Regions from separate parts of the Mus musculus genome. Here regions 2 and 3 are each linked to region 1. A link is a contact called in public promoter capture Hi-C data. All regions are on one chromosome and are shown on one strand. Each heading gives the region's core, a stretch centred on a gene start, on an enhancer-like site or on the middle of the called end of the contact. The rest is flanking DNA. Distances are from core to core; before and after follow the strand shown.

Region 1 (2,778 bases), core at 185-2,684:
GCTCTTAGATTAAAACCAGGCACAGGGCAAGAAGTACGTAGACATTTCTTGCAATTCTTGCATCTGCTTCTTTGACCCCAGATAAAGGTAAACACTAATAGTAACCCAACGTGAAGACTGCCCTGGAGTCAGCATGAGAGAGAGATGGAAGGTTCCTCGAAGCTTCTGCTCCCATCTCACTGTGTGACCTAGGGGGACTAAAGGCAGGCCTGGGAAGAGAATGAACGAATGAGATCGTCCCTCCCTCGGGACTTGTTAGTAGCTCATCAGTGACTCTGGGGCTTCTGACTGAGCAGGTCTGAGACAGGATTTGAGGATCTCCAATTCAGGCACTTCATCAGCCAGGCTGATATCTGGCCCCAGGGCCCACATCTTAAGGAGCACTGTCCTAAGGGAGCACTGTCCTAAGGATGGGAGAGGCAGACTGCAGAGTTGGCACCTGGGACTTTACTACCACTGAGTCACACGCTTAGACTGGAGAAGAGATGGCAGGGCCCTTACTTACAGTGGGTGTCGCACCTCGGGCAGGACTCTCCTCAGGGGCAGGCGGGCACTGAGTGGCTTGTTGAGGCCATCTGAGTCCGGGCCAAGTGGGGTCAGCACCTCTTCTGATTCCTCCCCATCCTCTTCGGTCCTCCAGTCCTTTTCCAGGGCTTCCTCATCCCATCTCCTGCTCCTGTGTTTGATGAACTGGTAGCTGCCCTGTCTCCTGCCCTGGCTCTGACTCCTCCTAGCTCTGGGTGAGGCCACGGCCACCAGCAGTTGATCCTCCTGCAGGGAGATGAAGGATGGCAGGCCATCCAAGAGACTGTACTCATCACCTTCAGTCTCAGCCTCCAGGACCCACTCCTGAGAGTCTCCAAAGTCCAGGCGGTACCCCGTGTCAGGGCTGTGTTTGCTGGCCTGAGCTGTGACAGCCTGGTGCAGGGTGGGCGGGGGAGGATGCAGCAGGATCACCATCATCAGGACACATCCCAGAGTCAGGAAGAGTAGGAGGAACTGAAGCCTGGAACGTCCACTCCTGGGTCGCTTCCTCGGGAGCATGTCGCAGCCACTCGCCACGAAGCAACAGGTCCTGATCAAGTTTGCTTCCTCCTTGCTATCCAGGTACCTTCAAGCTCGAAACTGAACCTGGGCTGTTCATTCCAGCTAAAAGGCTTTTTGCCATCCACCTGCACCTCTTATCCCACCAGACGTTTGCTAACGTCTATATGCTAACGTAGCATTTATAAGACCCACTGCCCTCTAGAATCAGAAAGCCACCAGAGCCTGGGCTCCTGGGTCCTCTCTGAGTGTTAGCTGTCTTCTGAGAAGGGTCTCCGGTTGTTGGCTCCTCTCTCACCCTGCTCTTGTCCATCCTGCTCTGGTGATTAGCCCATGTTCTTTCCCCCTCTGCATGAGTGGTCAGGTTCTACAAGCTGTCTGGGGCGAGTTGCTGGGGGATTCAGTCAAGCCAAGATGACAGACATCCTCCTTGGGATGCCTTGAGTCAGGTCAGAGCAACAGATGTAAAGCCGGCAGGCACGGTCGGGGTTTCCTTTCACACATACCTCCAGCTCTGCAGGAACCCTCTGCCAGATAGGACAGGGAGCCAAGTGTGCGTCTCGCTCCTGGTCCTAATGCCCCCGTGTTCCCAGGCTTTGCACAGCCACACAGCGTCACCCCAAGAGCCGATCCAAAACAGCAACCTCCCAGGAGTTCAGACTTGAGCACCATTCATAGGGAGGCATCCTCTCCCCACCCAGAAGAGCAGGAAGGAGAATTCCCTTCTGGTTTGGACAGGCTGCCAAGGTGACGCAGATGCCAGGAGCCAGCTGCCTGTCAGCACCTTCAATCTCCCAAGGCAATCTGCCTGGCTCCTTCCTGGGGCCCCACTAGCCTTTCCTTTCTAAAAGTGAGGAGCAGAGGGAGCCCTTGTAAGTCTGGCTACCTGGCTTCCTCAGAAGCACCTGGAGGCTGATGGAGGACAGGCATACTTCAAGCTCTTTCAGTCTTCAAACTCCATTTAGCTTGTACACACATAATGAGCAGCTGCCGGCCATATGCCCCCAACTGTTCCCTGGGCCAGGAGTATAACAGAGAATGAAGTCAAACTGGGACCTCCGGGTGCTTACATGACAGTGAGGGAGATGGAGAGATGGTCTGTTAGTGTCTGGAGGTCAGACTATGTCAAGGGCCAAGGGGGAGGGGCAGGGGGCGGGGGGCGGGGACGAGGCAGAGATGGGAGCTGGGGAATATGGGCTGGAGGTTAAAAATCAATCTGAAGTGGCACTGTGTGTTTCCTAGAAGAACCAGCATCTGTGTAATGGGGAGAGTCACAGAAGGAGTAACAAAGGCGAGGCTCTGAAAGGAGTGGGTCTGGTATAGGGAACAGCGGGCCAGAGCATAGCAGGCCAATCGCACTGTGATGGAGCCACTATAGGTGAGGAAGCACAAAGGAAGGGAGATAAGGAGGGCATGGTTGGAGCAGAGGCAAAAGGAGACATGACAGGAGGCAGAGCATGGTGGGCGGTGGATTACTGAGAAGTAAGGCATGCTGGGAGATGGAGCATAATGGGAAATGGGGCACAATGAGAGATGGCACAGGGCAGCGGGCATGACGGGAGGTGAAGAGCAGTCAGAGGCAGCGCAATGGGAGGGAGCATGGAGCAATGGGAGTGAAGGAAAACGGAGATGGAACATGGTTGTGTGACGGACACACGTCCCCAGAAAAGAATCCCACAGCAGACCAAAGTAATGACTGCACCAAAGTCGTTTGGTGGGTCATGAGTTTTAATT
Region 2 (2,761 bases), core at 181-2,680, 590 kb after region 1:
GGTTTGTCACTCTGTGCGTGTGGTACACCTTGGTGGCAGCATCGGGGATGGGTGTGTGTGTGTGCACCAGCCGGGCAGTGGTGACACATGCATTTAATCCCAACACTAGAGACAGCCAGGTGGATCTCTAAGCTCCAGGCTAGCCTGGTCTACAGAGCAAGTTCTAGGACAGCCAGGGCTACACAGAAAACTCTGTCTCCTCCCCATCCCACCAAGGAAGCCAAAATGGTGGTGTGTGTGTCTATAATCTCAGTGCTTCAGAACCAGAGGCAGTGTGACTATATATACAGTGTTAGCTGTATAGTGAGCTCTACAGGAGGAGTGCCTGATTAAAAATGCAGCACATGGGAGTCTACCTTTGGAAAATCAGAAGGTCGAGGCCAGTCTGAGCTGATAAGAGCTTGACACCAGCCTGGGCCGAGGTTGTTTCAAACAAACAAAATGAGTGAGTGGGAAGTCAGTAGACAGACCTAATACGGGAAACTGTTGGAAGGGAACACAGGGTCAGGCTTTTCCAGAGGGGAGATTGAAGCACGGGAGGCCTGTGGTACACGTGAGATTCTCTGGTACTGGCTTTGAAGAAGACTGACCAGTTGAGAAAGAGGACAGATACCCCTTTGCTTTGCTTCTGAGGTGGGGGAAAAGGCAGGATCACAGGCTCCGAGAACAACTCTCTCAAGCAAAGCTGTCCTCCAAACTCCCTCTACAAAGTATCCACTTTGCTCAGGGCATCTGACCAGGTAGTCCCTGACCTCACAGTGGCCCTAGCACCTGTAAACGTTCAGAGAAACCTGTCCACTGTTAGCCCTTTTGTGATGCCCAGTTGGCTAGGCAAGCTCTAGCTTGGTGATGTTGGGCAGAACCACATAGTTCCTACACTGGGCAAGCTTTGCCACGAGCAAGCAGGGCAATCTCTTTAAAAAGCCGCCCGATCCATAGATTTCCCCCCCCGCCCCCCCCAGCTCCATGGGCTCTTCGTGCATTCAGAATATCCAGGAAAGCCCTAAGAGCTCATGCCTTCGCTTGCCGAGCTTTGCCCAGCAGACTCCAGGCTATGATGTCCACTCGGTGGCTGGACCTGGCTAGCCATCCTCTGTCTGCTGTACAGACAAGATTAGGGTAGAGTTCCCTTTTCTGTGACTCCAAATAGACACAAAGGTAGCTTTGAAGAATGGAAATCACCCGAACTTTCCTTCTGTGCCTTGATCTGCTTCACTGGAGGCAGGAGGAAACTACCTTAAGGCGGCCCACGCTCGGGCTGGTGAGCCACTGGGCGGCACCTCTCCTAGTGGCCATGGCCGGGACTCCAGTGCACTGGGCTTTTTGTGACAGAGTGTCGGGTGACACAGGCTATCACGGCGGCCTGGGCAAAGTGGGTGCGGTGTACTGCGGGCCGCTGCAGACAGGGGGCAGCCGCGCCCACTTCCTCTGCCACTCCGCACTCGCCGGCGGAGCACCCGGGGTGGCAGCGCTGCGCGCTCAGACCTACCCGGCTGCGGCGAGGTGGCCCTCGGTGCGTCCGGATCCCACCGTGCGCTTTGCGACCCGGCTGCGGCGCGTTCGGCTGCCCGCATGGACACGGCGCTGAAACGGAGCCGCTCTGACGAGCCGGCGGAGCTCCCGCCGCCTGCCCGGGAGGTGGAGGAGAAAGAGGAGGAGGAAGAGAGGATGGAACAGGGCCTGGAGGAGGAGGAGGAAGAGGTGGACCCCCGGATCCAGGTAGGACGCGTGACAGGAGCCCACAGCCGCACCCCACCAGGGCTACCGTGGAAGTCGGCATCTAACGCAGACACATGCCTTACAGCCTCGCGTGTTCGCGGTCGCGGGGTGGGGGCTGCCTAAATTCAGGATCTTCACCAAGGGTTGGAACACCCCATTTCACGGTCTCCCTGCGGAAGGCTTCGGTGCCCGCGTGAACGCGGCCTGATTATTGCGGGGATCCCTGCAGACCCTCGGCCCAACCCGAGGGTCCCTACTACACGACCAGCTGTTCAGGCGGATTGCAACAAAGGAAAAAGGGGGCGGGGGCCCCGAGCGGAGTCGGGGTACCTCAGCGCCACGCTTGGAGCACTGCACAGCCTCGGGGCTGCAGCGCAGCGTTATCCCACCTGCGTGGATGCAGACATCGTGGTGGGCGAGCAGGGCAAGGTGGCTGTCGCTTGCCCCTGTAGTGTGGGCTGCACCGGTGTGGGGTGCCTCGTGAGCCCTCACCTGGCCTGGGCTGCCGTCCTCTTCATTGTCAACACATGGTGGGCGTCGTTGCCGTTGCCACCGTTGGCACTGTGTTGCACTTGGCCTGAGACTGTTTAAAACCCTCCTTTTCCTTGTGAGGTCAGTGTGAACGTCCACCAGGGACAGCTGCTGCGCAAAGCCGACGCGTGGAGGCAGGGAAAGCAGAGAATGCCTGGCTTTCTGTGCCTCCATTTCCAGGAGAGAGAGTTAAAAAACAATTTCCAGGAGTGACAGCTTAACCTCTTCACCTTCCTAAGCACAAAGCAAATTCCTTTTCATGACCCGTTTTGTACCCTTTCCATAAATCATTTTTTAAAAAATAGCTATTAAACATACTTTGCAATTTCTGGATCCATAATTGGTTTTAAGTGCACAGATAAAGAAAAAAAAAGAGCCTGCTTTAAATTCATCAGTTTGGCTTAAATTAATTATTTTGTCAAGTCAATACACTAAAGATCAGTAAGAAAACCTCCTCATTGGTTATTCTGTTAATTCGGGCCCTGGGCTTGGATTACAGAATCTTGTGGAT
Region 3 (2,849 bases), core at 45-2,544, 690 kb after region 1:
CGAGAACGAGGGCGACAGGGCAGGGAGACACCGACACAGACACAACACAGACAGATACACACACACACATACACACACACTCGGGTGTGGTAGGGAGGTAGGATTGTAAAATCAAAATTAAGAAACTTAAAACGAATGATCCTAAAACAAAAGTGTCTAAATATAAGGTAGGTTTTAAAATAAAAATAGTAAAATATTAGCAGAAAGCAAACCACGCTTTACTGATAACACGTAAGCATAAGGGGGAAATTTTTACTACTTCCGTATAATCAAGGAAAAGATGCCCATATCATGACGATACAACTGGAGGGGTGTGTTTGCAAACCTTCAGGACTGGAGAACACAGGATGAACTGCGGAAGTGCATACCCTTTGACAAGCAACTGTGCTCCCCATCATCCAAAACAAGTATCACATTTTTTTTAAAAAAAAGCTCTAAGGATTTTAACTGCACTACTTCAATGCTGGAAAGCCACAACCAAATACAGAACATGCTGTAAACGTAGCACATGCAAGCAACCAAAGGTTATCTAGGTACAATGCAGAAGTGAGATGTCAAAATAGTACAAACGATATGATTCAAGTTTGGGGGTAAGAAGGCGTGTATACACACATACACTCAGAAAAACAATCATGGAGACATACATCGAATGCTAGAGTACGATGAATTTTTTTCCTAATTTACTTTTTCTTTCTACCTGGAACGTGCACTATTAGCATATTCTGACGGATTACCCAAGGTTGGCCTCACATCAAGGGTTGCATCAAGGCCAACAGACAGCGAACAGGGTGTTCACTCCCCATCCCACCTCGGCCGCCACAAGCAGCAAAGCGGCGGGCATCTGCGGCCTGACAAGCCGGACAGCCCCAGCAGGACCCCGCCCCTCCGCCTTGGGTTCCGCCAACACTCGATCGGGTGACGCGGCCGGAGCCGAGTGCTTGTCCTCACCTTGTAGTAAAACACCGCCTCAGAGTAGCGGCCTTCGTGGTCGCGCTGCACTGCCAGCCGCGCGAACTGCACGGCGTCCCGCTCCAGCGCCGACGCGTCCATGGCGCCCAAGGCCCCACGCCGGGGGAGGCAGACAGGCCCTGACGCGGAACCCCGACGCCCGGAGGCACTGCGGCGAGAACTGGGGACCCCGCGGGTGGAGTGGCAAAGTTTACTTTCGAGGGCGGCGGAAGAGATGACGGAGCCCCACTACCTCAGACCCGCCCGGAGGACTGCGAGCTCCGAGCAGCCCGGGCTCGGAGCCCTCGCGGCCGCCCCCACCCCTCGCGTCCTTGCTCCGCCCATCAGCCGCATTGCGCAGGCGCAGTCGACCCCGGCCGGGAGGGGGAGCGCTCCCGCCGAAGCAGGCGGGGCTCAAGGCGATCGTAGGTGGGCGGGGCCAGAACAATGTCCAGTGGGATTGGACAAGAGGAAGCAGGTGCCAGGGCGAAGCTGAGGGCTCCGCTTCCGCCTGCTAGAAAGAAGGTGCCAGTGCCCAGGAGGTTGTTGGAGAGAATCAGGGGATGGCTTGAAAGGAGCATGCGCGTTATGGAGCCCTTGGTCCGCTAAGTGAGAAGGGTAGGCGGAAAGAAACAATCAGTAGCACCTCGTATTGCCAACTGGTTTAATTAGAAATAAAGATATGAAATGAGGCTAGGAGGTGCTTTTGAGATGCTCTGGTAATGTTCATTTGACAAACTAAAGTATGACCTTCTACGGCTCCCCAAGGCACACCGAAGTGTATTGTTTGAATTGTCTACAAACCAGATGATGTATTTTTGACTTGTATCTTAGGGCAAGTTGAAGGTTGTAATTACATAGTAAATGGTAGTGTGGTTGCTTTCTTTTATCCCCTTAAAAGTTTGAATTCAGCAGTGATGAAAATTAACTAATGGCAAGTGCCAGAACTTGGATGAGATTCAAAATCCATGCTGTGTCAAAGTAGCAAGTCTTGACAAAATTATACACTGTATGATCCCACACATAAGAAACATTAACGCAGCATATGGTGACACATTCCTGTAAGCCAGCAGTCTGGAGGCTGTGGTAAGAGGACTGGGCCAGCATGATCTACACAGCAAAAACCCTGAACGACCCCAGGAGGCATATGTCTGTTGTAGTGGAGCACTCTCCGTGCAAACATGAACACAAATCAGCTGGAGATATTGCTAAGAGTTGATTGTGAGCCTGGCTGTGGTGCTCGCTTTTAATCCCACCACTCCAGAGGCAGAAGAAGCAAATCTCTGAGTGCTTGGCCAGCCTGGTCTTCAGAGCTCATTACAGGATAGTAGTGTGGCCACACAGAGAAAACCTGTCTCAGGGAGAGAGAGAAAAGGAGTTGAATTGATTGTGATCCAGTCTAGAGTGGTATCAGCTGTCTTCAAGCTCAAGAAAGACTCCTTAGTGATGCTCATGCTGGTGGTTCAGGATATTCATTATCAAGGTCACAATGGGGTGGATGTTACTACTGAAACTGGTCAGTGTACAGCTAAAGAGGCTGTGGTCAGCATCCCTGAGCATCATGTGTGTCTCGACCCTCCACCTTGCTTGTGCCAGCTATGAATGTCTGTCGTCCCCTTCCTCCATTCTTACAATCTCAAGCCTTAGCAATAAGATTTTCTTCATACCAATCCCCTGAAGGGGCTTTTGTTCCATGTCACCATCCCCTAGAGAAGCTCTTAGTGTTTAGTCTTGGATGGCCCCTCACAAATGAATCATGAGACAGACAAATGATCTTGCAGATGGGTAGTTACACATTTGTTTGTTTGTTCACCAATTGAAAAGTATTTGCTTATACTCACACATGCTGGGTCCTTACCTGCCAAATTTCCCAAGTTTCATGAAGCTCCAAAAGTATGTTC

Evidence for each region. Promoter capture Hi-C pulls out the DNA fragments that hold promoters and counts their contacts.
Region 2: a contact with region 1 is called in a promoter capture Hi-C map of liver, with 3 times the contacts expected there. The contact joins the promoter of Sh3bp5 here to the promoter of Galnt15 in region 1.
Region 3: a promoter capture Hi-C map of the 3T3-L1 cell line shows a contact between it and region 1, with 2.6 times the contacts expected there. The contact joins the promoter of Capn7 here to the promoter of Galnt15 in region 1. A contact is called at or near these places in 9 of 39 promoter capture datasets (the 3T3-L1 cell line, HPC-7-derived erythroid cells, embryonic stem cells and 4 more) and 1 of 115 datasets of contacts at active chromatin or transcription factors (pancreatic cancer cells).

Annotation. Positions count from the first base shown.
Region 1 is chr14:32,027,759-32,030,536 of GRCm38.p6, reverse strand. Galnt15 (polypeptide N-acetylgalactosaminyltransferase 15) reads right to left here and starts at 1,434. Exons shown (of 10, transcript NM_030166.3): 1 at 506-1,434. The coding sequence starts at 1,044.
Region 2 is chr14:31,434,769-31,437,529 of GRCm38.p6, reverse strand. It overlaps Sh3bp5 (SH3-domain binding protein 5 (BTK-associated)), which reads left to right and starts at 1,430. Exons shown (of 9, transcript NM_011894.3): 1 at 1,430-1,719. The coding sequence starts at 1,573. It overlaps Gm35907 (a long non-coding RNA gene), which reads right to left and starts at 2,296. Exons shown (of 4, transcript XR_383329.4): 1 at 2,212-2,296.
Region 3 is chr14:31,335,083-31,337,931 of GRCm38.p6, reverse strand. Capn7 (calpain 7) reads right to left here and starts at 1,294. Exons shown (of 21, transcript NM_009796.3): 1 at 949-1,294. The coding sequence starts at 1,050.